Regions from separate parts of the Macaca mulatta genome. Here region 1 is linked to region 2. Evidence: chromatin contacts called from public Hi-C data. All regions are on one chromosome and are shown on one strand. The core of a region is the stretch at or near the end of the contact, and the rest is flanking DNA. Distances in the headings are between cores, read along the strand shown.

What was found. Hi-C and Micro-C count contacts between places; a contact is called where the count stands out from the background.
Region 1: a contact with region 2 is called in a Hi-C map of fetal cortical plate, with 2.2 times the contacts expected there. The contact joins the promoter of METTL9 here to the promoter of EEF2K in region 2. A contact is called at or near these places in 2 of 14 Hi-C or Micro-C datasets (fetal cortex germinal zone and fetal cortical plate).

The regions. Positions count from the first base shown.
Region 1 is chr20:21,919,632-21,925,651 of T2T-MMU8v2.0, forward strand. It overlaps METTL9 (methyltransferase 9, His-X-His N1(pi)-histidine), which reads left to right and starts at 4,452. Exons shown (of 5, transcript XM_077986521.1): 1 at 4,452-4,544. The coding sequence starts at 4,500. LOC144338113 (a long non-coding RNA gene) reads right to left here. Exons shown (of 3, transcript XR_013411941.1): 1 at 5,888-6,020; 2 at 4,879-5,005.
Region 2 is chr20:21,664,107-21,670,465 of T2T-MMU8v2.0, forward strand. EEF2K (eukaryotic elongation factor 2 kinase) reads left to right here and starts at 2,271. Exons shown (of 19, transcript XR_013411924.1): 1 at 2,271-2,674.

The DNA of each region.
Region 1 (6,020 bases), core at 3,202-5,701, 260 kb after region 2:
GAGCGAGATCCCGTCTCAAAAAAAAAAGAGGGGGGAGGCGGGATATGAATATGGCTGCAAAACTACCCTGAGCTGCTACTCTCTCCCTATGGGGTAGCAGCCTGCTCTGCAGGAGCAGTCATGGAGCTGTAACACAGCCTATTCAGCATAACTGTTTTCTTCTGCTTCTGGCTTGCCTTTGAATTCCTTCCTGACAAAGCCAAGAACCCAGAGGGCTAAGCGCCACTTGGGGGCTTGCCTGTCTGGCATTATCTCCATTTCTGTTGTCACAATTATTGGGGATACCTGTAGTCCAGGAGCAACTTGGGAAATCTGGAAGCTTTCAAGTTTAGCAATGGGATATCAAAATGAACACAAAGCACATTTCCTCAGGGCAGCTTTCCCTACACACTCTCCTTCCCTCATGCCCTCCACCCCCAATTAAGTCAGATCTCTCTAAGTTCTCGTAACAGTATACAAATCCTTTCTCTGCTCTCAGCAGTTCATAATTATGTATTCGGGTCTGCCTCCTTACTAGACAGTAAGCTCTATGAAGGTGAGACATTGTGTTTATTTTGCTTTATATTCCAGTAAATCCAGGGCCTGGTATATTCCGTATACACAATAAATATTTATTGCATATGTGAAAGTGGCATTTCTTTGTCTTTCTGTTGATATTCCTGACATAAACTCAAACAGATGTGAGACTGATGAGGGAGGAAATCATGGGAGTTCACAAGGTTCTGTGAGCAGGTGAAATGCCCTGGCCGGTATAGACTGGGTAAATAGGTGAGCCAGCTGCAAAGAATTTTATATATCAGAGGGGAAAAGACTTTCCTATTAAAAAGACAGGCATCTTTGACAAGTAGGTAATCTGAGTTTACTGTTTGATTTTTATTTTATTTTTTGAGACATGGTCTTGTACTGTTACCCAGGCTGGAGTGCAGTGCTGTGGTCATGGCTCACTGCAGCCTCAACCTCCCAGGCTCAGTTGATGCTCCTGCCTTAGCCTCCTGAGTAGCTGGGTGTACAGGCACATACCACCTCACCTGACTAATTTTTTTTTTTTTTTTTTGAGACGGAGTCTGGCTCTGTCACCCAGGCTGGAGTGCAGTGGTGCGATCTCAGCTCACTGCAAGCTCCGCCTCCCGGGTTTACGCCATTCTCCTGCCTCAGCCTCCCGAGTAGCTGGGACTACAGGCGCCCGCCACCTCGCCCGGCTAGTTTTTTGTATTTTTTAGTAGAGACGGGGTTTCACCGTGTTAGCCAGGATGGTCTCGATCTCCTGACCTCGTGATCCGCCCGTCTCGGCCTCCCAAAGTGCTGGGATTACAGGCTTGAGCCACCGCGCCCGGCCACCTGACTAATTTTTGTAGGTTTTATTTTTTTTCTTTTTTGGGTAGACACACAGTTTTGTCATGTTGCCCAGGCTGGTGGCTCAAGCCATCTGTCTGCCTCGGCCTCCCAAAGTGCTGGGATTATACACGTGAGCCACTGTGCCCAGCCGATTTTGTTTTTAGGTTTGAATTTTTTTTTATAGTTCTGTGTTTATTTGTTTTACTTTGATTTTGGAGCCAGACTTTTGCTCTGTCGCCCAAGCTGGAGTGCAGTGGTGCGATCTCAGCTCACTGCAACCTCTGCCTCCTGGGTGCAAGTGATTCTCATGCTTCAGCCTCCCAAGTACCTGCACAACCTCACCCAGCTAATTTTTGTATTTTTAGTAGAGACAGGGTTTCAACATGTTGTCCAGGCTGATCTTGGATTCCTGGCCTCAAATGATCCTCCCACCTCAGCCTAGTTTTGTGTTTTATATTCTTTTCCCCACTCAGTTAGTTTGAAATGTCATGAGGATAGACACATGTGTGAAGATAGACACATTATTAAGAGATGTTATCATCATGGGTTCTAAGAGAATGTTTTATGGAGAGTAGCTTTGCAAAGACTAAAGTCTCTGACAGATCATCAGGCATTAGATTCTCATAGGTTGGCAACCTAGATCCCTCACATGGGCATTTTACATTAGCACTGAGCATCTTTATTATGATAACTTTGGTTGATGTTTTACAGTTAAAAAAACTCTCAGATCATCTAATTCTCACAAATGTCTTGTGAAGCAGACAGCTCAGAACCATGGCTCTTAGTTTACAGATGAAGAAAGAGAGGCTCAGATGAGGCTGATTTACCCAAGTTAAAGTGAAAACAAATTAACATTTTTTGAGTGTTCACTAAATGTTGAGGCACTTGATAAGCCCTTTATATTTAGAGTATATAACATGATATTCACTGCATCCTTATGAAATAGGTAACCATTATTATTATTTCCATTTTACAGATGAGGAAACAGATATGTAAAGGTCAAGTAATTTGCCTCAAATTGCATAATCAAGAAGCATAGGGCCCACCTTAAAACCCAGATAGTCTGGCTCAAAGTGCAGATGATAAACTACTATGCTAATGAGTAGCATTGGGAGTTCTCCAATGAAGCACATGGTGTTACTTGTATTTGCTACTAATGTCTTCTTTTTTTTTTTTTTTTGAGATGGAGTCTCACTCTGTCACCCAGGCTGGAGTGCAGTGGCGTGATCTCGGCTCACTGCAACCTCCACCTACCGGGTTCAAGCAATTCTTCTGACTCAGCCTCATGAGTAGCTGGGATTGCAGGTGCACGCCATCACCCCTGGCTAATTTTTTTGTATTTTTAGTAGAGATGGGGTTTCACCATGTTGACCAGGCTGGTCTCAAACTCCTGACCTCGTGATCCACCCACCTCAGCCTCTCAAAGTGCTGGGATTACAGGCGTGAACCACTGCGCCTGGCCAACTACTAACATCCTGGTTCAATTCTGCTACTTGAGGCTCCTTTTTTTTTTTTTTTTTTTTTTTGAGATAGAGTCTCACTGTGTTGCCCAGGCTGGAGTACAGTGGCATGATCTCGGCTCTCGGCTCACTGTGGCCTCCACCTCCTGGGTTCAAGTGATTCTCCTGCATCAGCCTCCTGAGTAGCTGGGATTACAGGCATGAGCCACGGTGCCCGCCCTAGGCTGCTAATTTTTTTTTTTTTGGTTTAACCTGTCTGCAGTTTTGCCTTGACTTAGAATTCATCAGCTGGGGCCCACAGTGATATCATTGCATAGGACTGAAGTTATATCAACTAAATTCAGATAAAAATCTCCTACATTAATTAATTAAACAAATTGTTGAGTACATTTGCTAATTTTGTTAGAGGTGCTCATTGCTTAATAACTACAGGGCACATTCTATTGAATATACTGGGAAAAACTTGTATCTTTCTCTGAAGATATACAAAAGAATATTAAGAAGCATAAAAAATATCTGTCCATAAAAACATGATTATGGCCAGGTGCAGTGGCTCACGCATGTAATCCTAGCATTTTGGGAGGCCACAGCAGGCGGATCACGAGGTCAGGAGTTCGAGACCAGCCTGGCCAACATGGTGAAACCCTGTCTCTACTAAAAATACAAAAAATAGCCGAGCATGGTGGCAGGCACCTGTAATTCCAGCTACTCGGGAGGCTGAGGCATGAGAATTGCTTTAACCTGGGAGGCAGAGGTTGTAGTGAGCCGAGATCATGGCACTGCACTCCAGCCTGGGCAACACAGCAAGACTCATCTCCGGGAAAAAAAAGAGTGATTATATGAGTTATTTTTATTTTTATTTTTATACAGGGTCACCCAAGCTGGCATGCAGTGGCACAATCTCAGTTCACTGCAACCTCAGCCTCCCAGGCTCAGGTGATCCTCCCACCTCAGCCTCCTGAGTAGATGGGTCTATAGGTGCATGTCCCCATGCCTGTCTAATTTTTGTATTTTTTGTAGACATGGGGTTTCTCTATGTTGCCCAGGTTGGCCTTGAACTCCTGGGCTCAAGCCATCCACCTGCCTTGGCTTCCCAAAGTGCTGGGATTATAGGCATGAGCCACCCCGCTTGGTCTATATGATTTCTTTTTAAATCATTATCTCTTCAAGGAGATAACAATCACCAATAGGTTTTGTATAGATCCAAACCCTCTGCTTATGGATTCTCTTAACATGATACTTCGTAATTGAAAAGAGAATATGAAAATGCCAAACTTTGTAGCTTCAAAGAACAACAATAACATAAAGCCTTTGCCTAGAGATCTAGATAGGAAAGTGATCCCGCCAAAATTTTGGGCCTGTGTGCAGGGCTGTGACCCAAGCTAGACACCTAGGGTCAATCAGCAGAGTTTGGTGCAGAGGGTCATTTGTGTGTCTTTTGAGTATCACTGACTGCATCTCAAGATCATGTTAGAACAAGTATTGGCTCCTATTTGGTTTTTTGTGTTATCTTGCCTCTTCCCGTCTCCATTATGGATAATTGAGGTTTTAATATATGGTAGTGACATTCTAGCAGATGAAGGAAGGGGGCAGTCCCCAATGGGCAGTCTGAACTTCTGCTTCGTATATTTACTCTTGCTGTTTTCCTTCCTCCTCATTTGTAATTCAAGAGGCTCTCTGAGAAGAGACAGCAAAGCTTCTTAGATGGATCGAAAGACCACGAGCTGGGATACCAAGTTCTACGGAAAGGTCAGCTATTGAATTTGCTCTGCTACCTTCAGGCAAATCATTTGATCATCGGATGCTCTGGTTTCTTCCTGTGCCTGCTAAATGTAAAGAGCATGGGTTTGAGTGTTTTGTGGTTATTATAGAGTATTTTAAATGTATGAGTGATTTATTTTTTCCAGGCCAGCTGCTCAGATATAAAACAAAATCTGCTCCTTTGAGCTGTTAGGCTTCGTGGCAGTCAACTGACCCCAAAATCCTTCTGACTACAGCAGCCATCTACTTGCTTGTTCATCTGAAAACATTTTGCAGTCTCTGAGCTACAGCTATGTGGTCTGACTCTATAGCTGGGGCATACCTTTTTGTCTCCTTTGTCTTCAGAAAGGAAATATGCCATTTTATGCACTCCTGCTGCTTTCACCCCCACTTTAAAAAGATGAAGGCTTCCTTTTGTGACAGAGTTGCTTTGTCTGTTAACACTGATCCTAAGAGACAGGAAGGAGAGGTGACATGGTAAATAAACAGTGGACTTGCTACCGTAGTTCCTTTTTGATGATTTGGGCCAGGACCACTAGAGGTTTGAACTAGATTTAGTAAGGCTTGGGCTCTTTGGGGTTTTGGCAGGAAGCAGTCAGGAAGTATATTGGAGAGAACACAAAATACCGCCTCCCACCCACCCTCTGCCTTTTTGTTTGTTGTTACAGCCTGTTACATTAGGCAACAAGATATCTTTGTTAGCCAAAGGTGGCCAGCTGAGATTCTTAGAAGCTAATAAAAAGAGCTGTTGGGCTGGGTACGGTGGCTCACGCCTGTAATCCCAGCACTTTGGGAGGCTGAGGCAGGCGGCTCACGAAGTCAAGAGGAGACCATCCTGGCCAACATGGTGAAATCCCGTCTCTACTAAAAACACAACAATTAGCTGGGCATGGTGGTGCGCACCTGTAGTCCCAGCTACTTTGGAGGCTAAGGCAGAAGAATTGCTTGAACCCGGTAGGCGGAGGTTGCAGTGAGCCGGCATCGTCCCACACTGCACTCCAGCCTGGAGACAGAGCGAGACTCAGTGTCAAGGAAAAAAAAAAAAAAAAGCTGTTGGGTAAAGAATGATTTTGTTCCACATCTGTGGCTCACCACCCCACTGTTTCATAAATGAAAATCTCTGATGCGCAACATCGAATTAACCAAAAGGTTTACTTCTTTTGTTTTGAACTTAGACACATTTACATTATTTCTGGTGCAGTTAAAAGCACTTTCCAAACAAACCTAGTAAAGTATTAAAGTTAGGGACCCCCACGAAATATGTTACTCCTTAATTGTGGCGTGGCTATCAGCAGGAAGAACTGCAGTCACAGGAACACAGTGTACTTAACCCTTCAGTTCTGAAATGTTGCTAGGTCTTCTCGTGCTATAACTGATCAAATAAATATCCGGGTTAAACACTGCTCCCAGAGCTGAGTTCGCTCTGAGTGTTGGGTCCACCTTTCCTTGTTAATTCAAGGAAAC
Region 2 (6,359 bases), core at 1,021-3,520:
AAGCCACCACATCCGACTCATTTTTGTATTTTTTATAAAGATGATTCTTCACTATTCTGCCCAGGCTGGTCTTGAATTCCTGAGCTCCAGCAATCCGCCCGCCTCAGCCTCCCAAAGTACTGTGATTACTGGCATGAGCCACTGCGCCTGGCCTTTTTCATTTATTTATTTAATTTTTAGAGACAGGGTCTCACTCTGTTGCCCAGACTGAAGTACAGTGGCATGATCATAGCTCACTGCAGTTTCAAACTATTGGGCCCAAGGGATCCTCCTGCCTCAGCCTCCTGAGTATCTGGGACTACAGGCATCCACCGCCACACCTGGGTTTTTTTTTGTTTTTTTTTTTTTTTAGTGTTTTATTTTAAAGACAGGGGTCTCGCTATGTTGCTGAGGCTGGTTTTGAACTCCTGACCCCATTGATCCTCCTGCCTTGGCCTCCCAAAGCTCTGACATTACCTGTGTGAGCCACCTTGCCCGGCTTTGAGTAATTTTATTTTACCACAGTAGACATCTCCTTGAAGGCAAGCGTTTCCCCCAATTCTTAGCACCGTATTTGGCACACAATAGGAGCTTAATAAATATTTGCCATAAGAATGAATGCTCAGAAACTCCACTATTACATCCTATCTGCTCAACGACTCCCTGGAAAAGAGAGGTTTTTTTTTTATGGTTACTAAAAAAGGCCCAGATTAGTATTTCATTGGCCTAACTTGGATCACGTGCTCATCCCTGAACCAATAAATGGGGCAGAAGGGATGAAATATGCTAATTGGCCAGCTCTGGCCACGTGTCCATTTTTGGAGCCAGGGGAGTGGGGAGGGCTATTTTCCTGAATTGAGAATAGGGTGAACTGGTTCCCTGAAGACTAACCAAGACGCTAATGCAAAGCAGGACACTCCTGCTGGTCAGGCAAAAATGACAGAGGCTCAGAGAAGTAAAATAACTTGCCCAAGGGCCATAGAGCTTTAAGCAGTAGCGTCTTTTTTTTTTTTTTCAATCTTGCTTTGGGCTTGGACAGACTAGTTCAGCATCTTTGATCTTCCCTTCCTGCCTGACCGCCCCAGGATCAGAATTCTAGGTGCAATTTTGTCTTTTGCCAAAAGCTGTAGTTTACTCTCTTGGGGGTTTATAAATAAGGAAAAAAAAAAAAAAGTTCTTTGAAGAGCCTGAACTTTGAAATCAGAGAAGTCTGGATTTTAGTGCTGGCTCTGCCTTTTCTAACTGCCTCACCTGGCGCATGTTATTATCTCTTTAAGTCTCAGTTTTGTTCTTTTTTTGTTTGTTTGTTTGTGTGTTTGTTTTGCGACGGAGTCTCACTCTTTCACCCAGGCTGGAGTACAACGGCACGATCTCGGCTCACTGCAACTTCTGCCTCCAGGGTTCAAGCGATTCTCGTGCCTCAGCCTCCAGAGTAGCTGGGACTACAGGCGCGCCCGGCTACTTTTTTTGTATTTTTAGTAAAGACGGGGTTTCACCACGTTGGCCAAGCTGGTCTCGAACTCCTGACCTCAAGAGATCTGTCGGCCCCGGCCTCCCAAAGTGCTGGGAAGATGGAATTAGGAAAAATCCCTCAATAAATGTCACTCACTGTTACTACTTTTATATCTAGAATGTGTGGAATTTCTAAAATTTCACTAACGAAGTATCTAGAAGGACCTAATATCAAAGTGTTCACAGCAGTTATTAGTTTTAATTCGTTTTCTTCTTTATACCGTATCCACTCTACCACTCATGCCACAGGTATTAAGCATCTGTGTGCCACCCAGGCCCTGTGTCAAGAGTTAGGAATAACTAGAGGAGATACTAATTTTAAAACTACACAAATAATTGCAATCGTCATACATGCCTGTTTTTACAAAGCAGAATCAGGAAAAATAAAGTATTTCCGATAAAACATATTTTAAGGTTATGTACAGAGATGTATACAAACAAGCGATGGGCTTGGATCACTAGTGATTTTGGAAAGGACAGGAATACAGGAACTAAGCGAGGAGCTGGCGAGATAGGCGGGAGAGGACGGAAGTTGGGCACTCCCTTGAATTGCTCCCTCGCTGCCGGATGCTAGGCCAGCCTTGAGCAGGAGAACCAGACACTGTGTACTCAGCAGGGGGAGTCAGGACTTAGCGCTAACCATTGCACCTGGGGCTAGGAGCCAGCGCCGGAGCCAGGAGGCCCGCTCGGCGGCTGCAGACGCTGTGACGGCCACCTGGGGGCGGCCACGTGAGCGCCACGCCGTGCGCCCGCCAGGCCAGCCCCGCCCCTGCCCGCCTGCTTCTGCTCAACCTAGCCCAGCCCTAGCTCCAGCCCCAGCTCCCCTCCTGCCCGGATCGAGCGACCGCACTCCCGGCCCTGCAGCCACCCGAGTCCCGCTCGCTGTAGCCTGCACGCGAGTCCCTGGCACGCGCCTCTCGCATCCCGGGATCGTCCTAGCGGCCCCCGCGCCCTTCCTGGGATCACTCCGGCGGCCCCGAGCCCCGGGATCGGTCCATCTGCCCCGCGTGGCCCCAGCTGCGTGCCCGGAGCGCCAGCCAGCGCGCCCCGCTCTCCGCTCCCCGGCACTCTCGGGGGGCCCGCCCGCCCTGCACCCTGGAGCTCCGGGCCGCGAGCCTCTGCCAACTCCTCTGGATCCTTGCGGCCGTGAGCAGCGGCTGCCGCGCCTGTCTGCCGGAGGGAGGTAGGTGTGGACGGCGGCCGCCAAGGCTGTGGGGGGCTGGGAGCCGGCGCTACAGGCGTCTGGAGCGTGCTGGGTCTGGGCTTGGGAATGGGGCCGGAGAAGGCATGGAAGGAGAGTGTGGGGGCACTTCTCCTCTGGTTGTTAAACTCTCTGGGGCTCAGTGCTTGCTTTGGTGAAATGGGGAAGTTGTGCGGATTAACGGCGATGTGGATATGGAAAGCAATTGGCAAGCAATGGGCGGTGATGTGGCTGCAAGTGACAGATAGTTTGGGGGCCTCTGCCCGAGACGCCCTCGGGGCCCCTAGGAGGGTGGGCGTATCGCTGCCTTCCTGTCCCCTGCAGGGCTCAGAGCCGCATCCCCCACCCTTTCCCCTGACCTAGAGGCCTGCGTCAGCCCGAATTCCCGGAACCTCCAGGACTGTGTAGACGCGCCCTTGCAGCATTGTTGGCTGCGAGAGTTCGCTTGTTGGCAGGCGCCTATGACTTGTGCGCCAAGGGGCTGAGCATTAATAAGCCGGTGGCCGCGCAGGGGTGGGGGCCTCCTGGGTAAGCCCCGGCCTAGATCCTAGATCCCCCGGCCTGGGGGATTTCGGGGAAACAGCCCAGCTGCTCCCTGAGTGTGACAGATGGGCCGCATGGGGAAGTGAGATCTGCCCAGAGGGACGGTCCTAGGGAGCCCGACCTCTGGGACCTCGGTGGTGGGCGCTTCTTCAGCCAGGAAAGCAGGAAACACTAGGGCTGGAGTCCTGGGTTGGAATTCTAGCTCATTTCTGCTCTCTGGCCCTCGGTTTTCTCATCGGTAAAATGGGTACAGTATTAGTATCTACCACTTGGTGTCCTTGGATAAAAGTAAATGAGTATGTATATGTCAGGTGCTTGAAACAGTGCCTGGCACACAGTGTGATAGTCTGTGGCCCCGGGAGACATCTGATGGCCGAGGGCCCTGTGGTCGAGGGCCCTGGACAGGCTGTGAAGTCGCAGGGAATTGAGTCACCTAGTCTATCCTAATGTTTTTACCGAGGAGGAAACCGAGGGTCAGAGTGATCCCCAGGCCCACAGAAGCTCCCTCAGAGGAAACCAGTCACATAAACAGATTCTAAAAAGCGAGATGGAGTAAATGGGAATACATAGCAAACAGGTGGGAGCTGAGAATGCCCACTGTGTGTGTAAAGGGGAGAGGGTGATGTTTAAGCTGAGCTGGGAAGAGGCAGGTTGGAAGGAAGGTAGAGTTCAGAGATGGCGTATGCAGGTGTCTTCCTTCTCTGTGGCCTCCACAGCACCCGATGTTCATTCCTTTGTTCAGCTATTAATTCAACAAATACAGTAAAACCTCTCAACGACATGAATTTCAGTGTAACATGGCTGGGATTGGCGTCCGCCCTCCTCTGAGCCCCGTTTCTCAAAGAAGTGGGTGCGGTCCGAAGTTCTTACCCTCTGCAGGGAATGGGGAGGCCAGAAGTCAGAACTGAGATGATCACAGTTTACACATATTGGTGTACATTTTAAGAGCTACCGGTTTTTTGGGCGAGGGGCGTGGTGGCTCAGGCCTGTAATCTCAGTACTTTGGGAGACTGAGGCGGGTGGATCACTTGAGGTCAGGAGTTTGAGACCAGCCTGGCCAACATAGGGAGCCACCATTTCTATTAAAAATACAAAAATTAGCTGGGCATGTAGGCATGAGCCTGTAATCCCAGCTACTTGGGAGGCTGAGGCAGGAGAATCGAGAATCCTTTGAACCCAGGAGGCATAGGTTGCAGTGAGCTGAGATGGCACCACTGTACTCCAGCCTGGGCAGCAAAGCGAGACTCTGTCTCAAAAAATAAGATCCGGCTGGGCGCAGTGGCTCAAGCCTGTAATCCCAGCACTTTGGGAGGCCGAGACGGGCGGATCACGAGGTCAGGAGATCGAGACCATCCTGGCTAACCCGGTGAAACCCCGTCTCTACTAAAAAATACAAAAAACTAGCCGGGCGAGGTGGCGGGCGCCTGTAGTCCCAGCTACTCGGGAGGCTGAGGCAGGAGAATGGCATAAACCCGGGAGGCGGAGCTTGCAGTGAGCTGAGATCTGGCCACTGCACTCCAGCCTGGGCGACAGAGCGAGACTCCGTCTCAAAAAAAAAAAAAAAAAAAAAAATCACCATTTTTTTTCCTTGTGCTTTTTGTAACTGTACAGTACTTTTTGGCTGATTAAGGATATATCACTGGCTGGGTGCGGTGGCTCCTGCCTGTAATCCCAGCCACTCTGGGAGGCCGAGGCCAGAGGATTGCTTGAGCCCAGAAGTTCAAGACCAGCCTGGCTGACAGGGTGAAACCCGGTCTCTATTTAAAATTTAAAAAAAAATCGCTGATTTGCTTTTAAAACATTTTACTGTATTATGTGGCAGAGAGAGCTATGGGTCACCAGTATCCATGTTCTCATCCTCCTGGGGCGCTCCCTGGATGAATTTTCCCAGGCTCCCTTACCATTCAGTAGGGCCACAAGGCTGAGTTTTCGCTGATGAAACGTGTGTCCGGTTCAAGCCTCGACCCTAAAAACCTCTCACTCTTTCCTCATTTGTTGGACAAGTCAAGGGGACTTTGAAGGCCTAGAGGAGGGCAGAGCCTCAAGCCAGAGGGAGCATTTTTTGTTTTTTGTTTCTGAGATGGAATCTTGCTTTGTCACCCAGGCTGGAGTGCAGTAGTGCGATCTCAGCTCACTACAACCTCTGCCTCCCAGGTTCAGGTGATTCTCCTGCCTCAGCCTCCTGAGTCTGAGCTGGGACTACAGGTGCATGCCACCATGCCCAGCTGATTTTTGTATTTTTAGTAGAGACGGGATTTCACTGTGTTGGCCAGGCTGGTCTCAAACTCCTGACCTCCCGTGATCCACCCGCCTCTTTCCAGTGCTGGGATTACAGGCGTGAGCCACCGCGCCCACCCGGGAAGCCCGGGAAGGGTGTCTTTAGGGTTGTTACCTTGTGTGGGAAAGTCCCCAAAGCAGTCTCGTTCCGTCTTTGGCGGGGTTGGTTTCTGGTTGCCGGGACTCTGGGAGCTGTGCAAAGAAAGCCAAGGGTGAACAGCAGAAGCTTGGACTTGTTCAAGCTCATTCTCCAGGATTCACTATTTCTGGTCCAGTTCTTACACCTGAAGCAGAACAACTGAATGATCAGGGCTATAGCCGAAGTAATAGCAGCTGGTTGAACTAATTTAAAAGAATCAAAGTGTTTTTTGTTGAGGAAGATTGGGTCTGCTGACCTAAAAGCTGCAGGTCATTACCCCAATGAACTGAGAAGGCTCCTAGAAGGTTTTTAGAGTGATGACCTTGTCTACACCTGGGATGAAGGCGGCCTGGGCCTTAAAGTGTTGCTGGATTAAATGCTTGCAGCCAAGGCTGATGAGCACAAGCAAGGAGGCTTCTTTTTTGTTGTTGTTTTGAGACAGGGTCTTGCTCTGTCACACAGGCTGGGGTGCAGTGGCACGGTCACAGCTCACTGCAGCCTGGAATTCCTCGGCTCAAGTGATCCTCCTGCCTCAGCCTCCCAAGTAGCTGGGACTACAGACATGAGCTACCACCATGCCTGGCTAACTTTTAATTTTAGTGTAGAGATGGGGTCTCACTCTGTTGCCCAAGCTGGGCTTGAACTCTGGGCTCAAGCAATTCTTCTGCCTCAGCCTCCCAAAGTGTTAGGATCACAGGCATGAGCCGT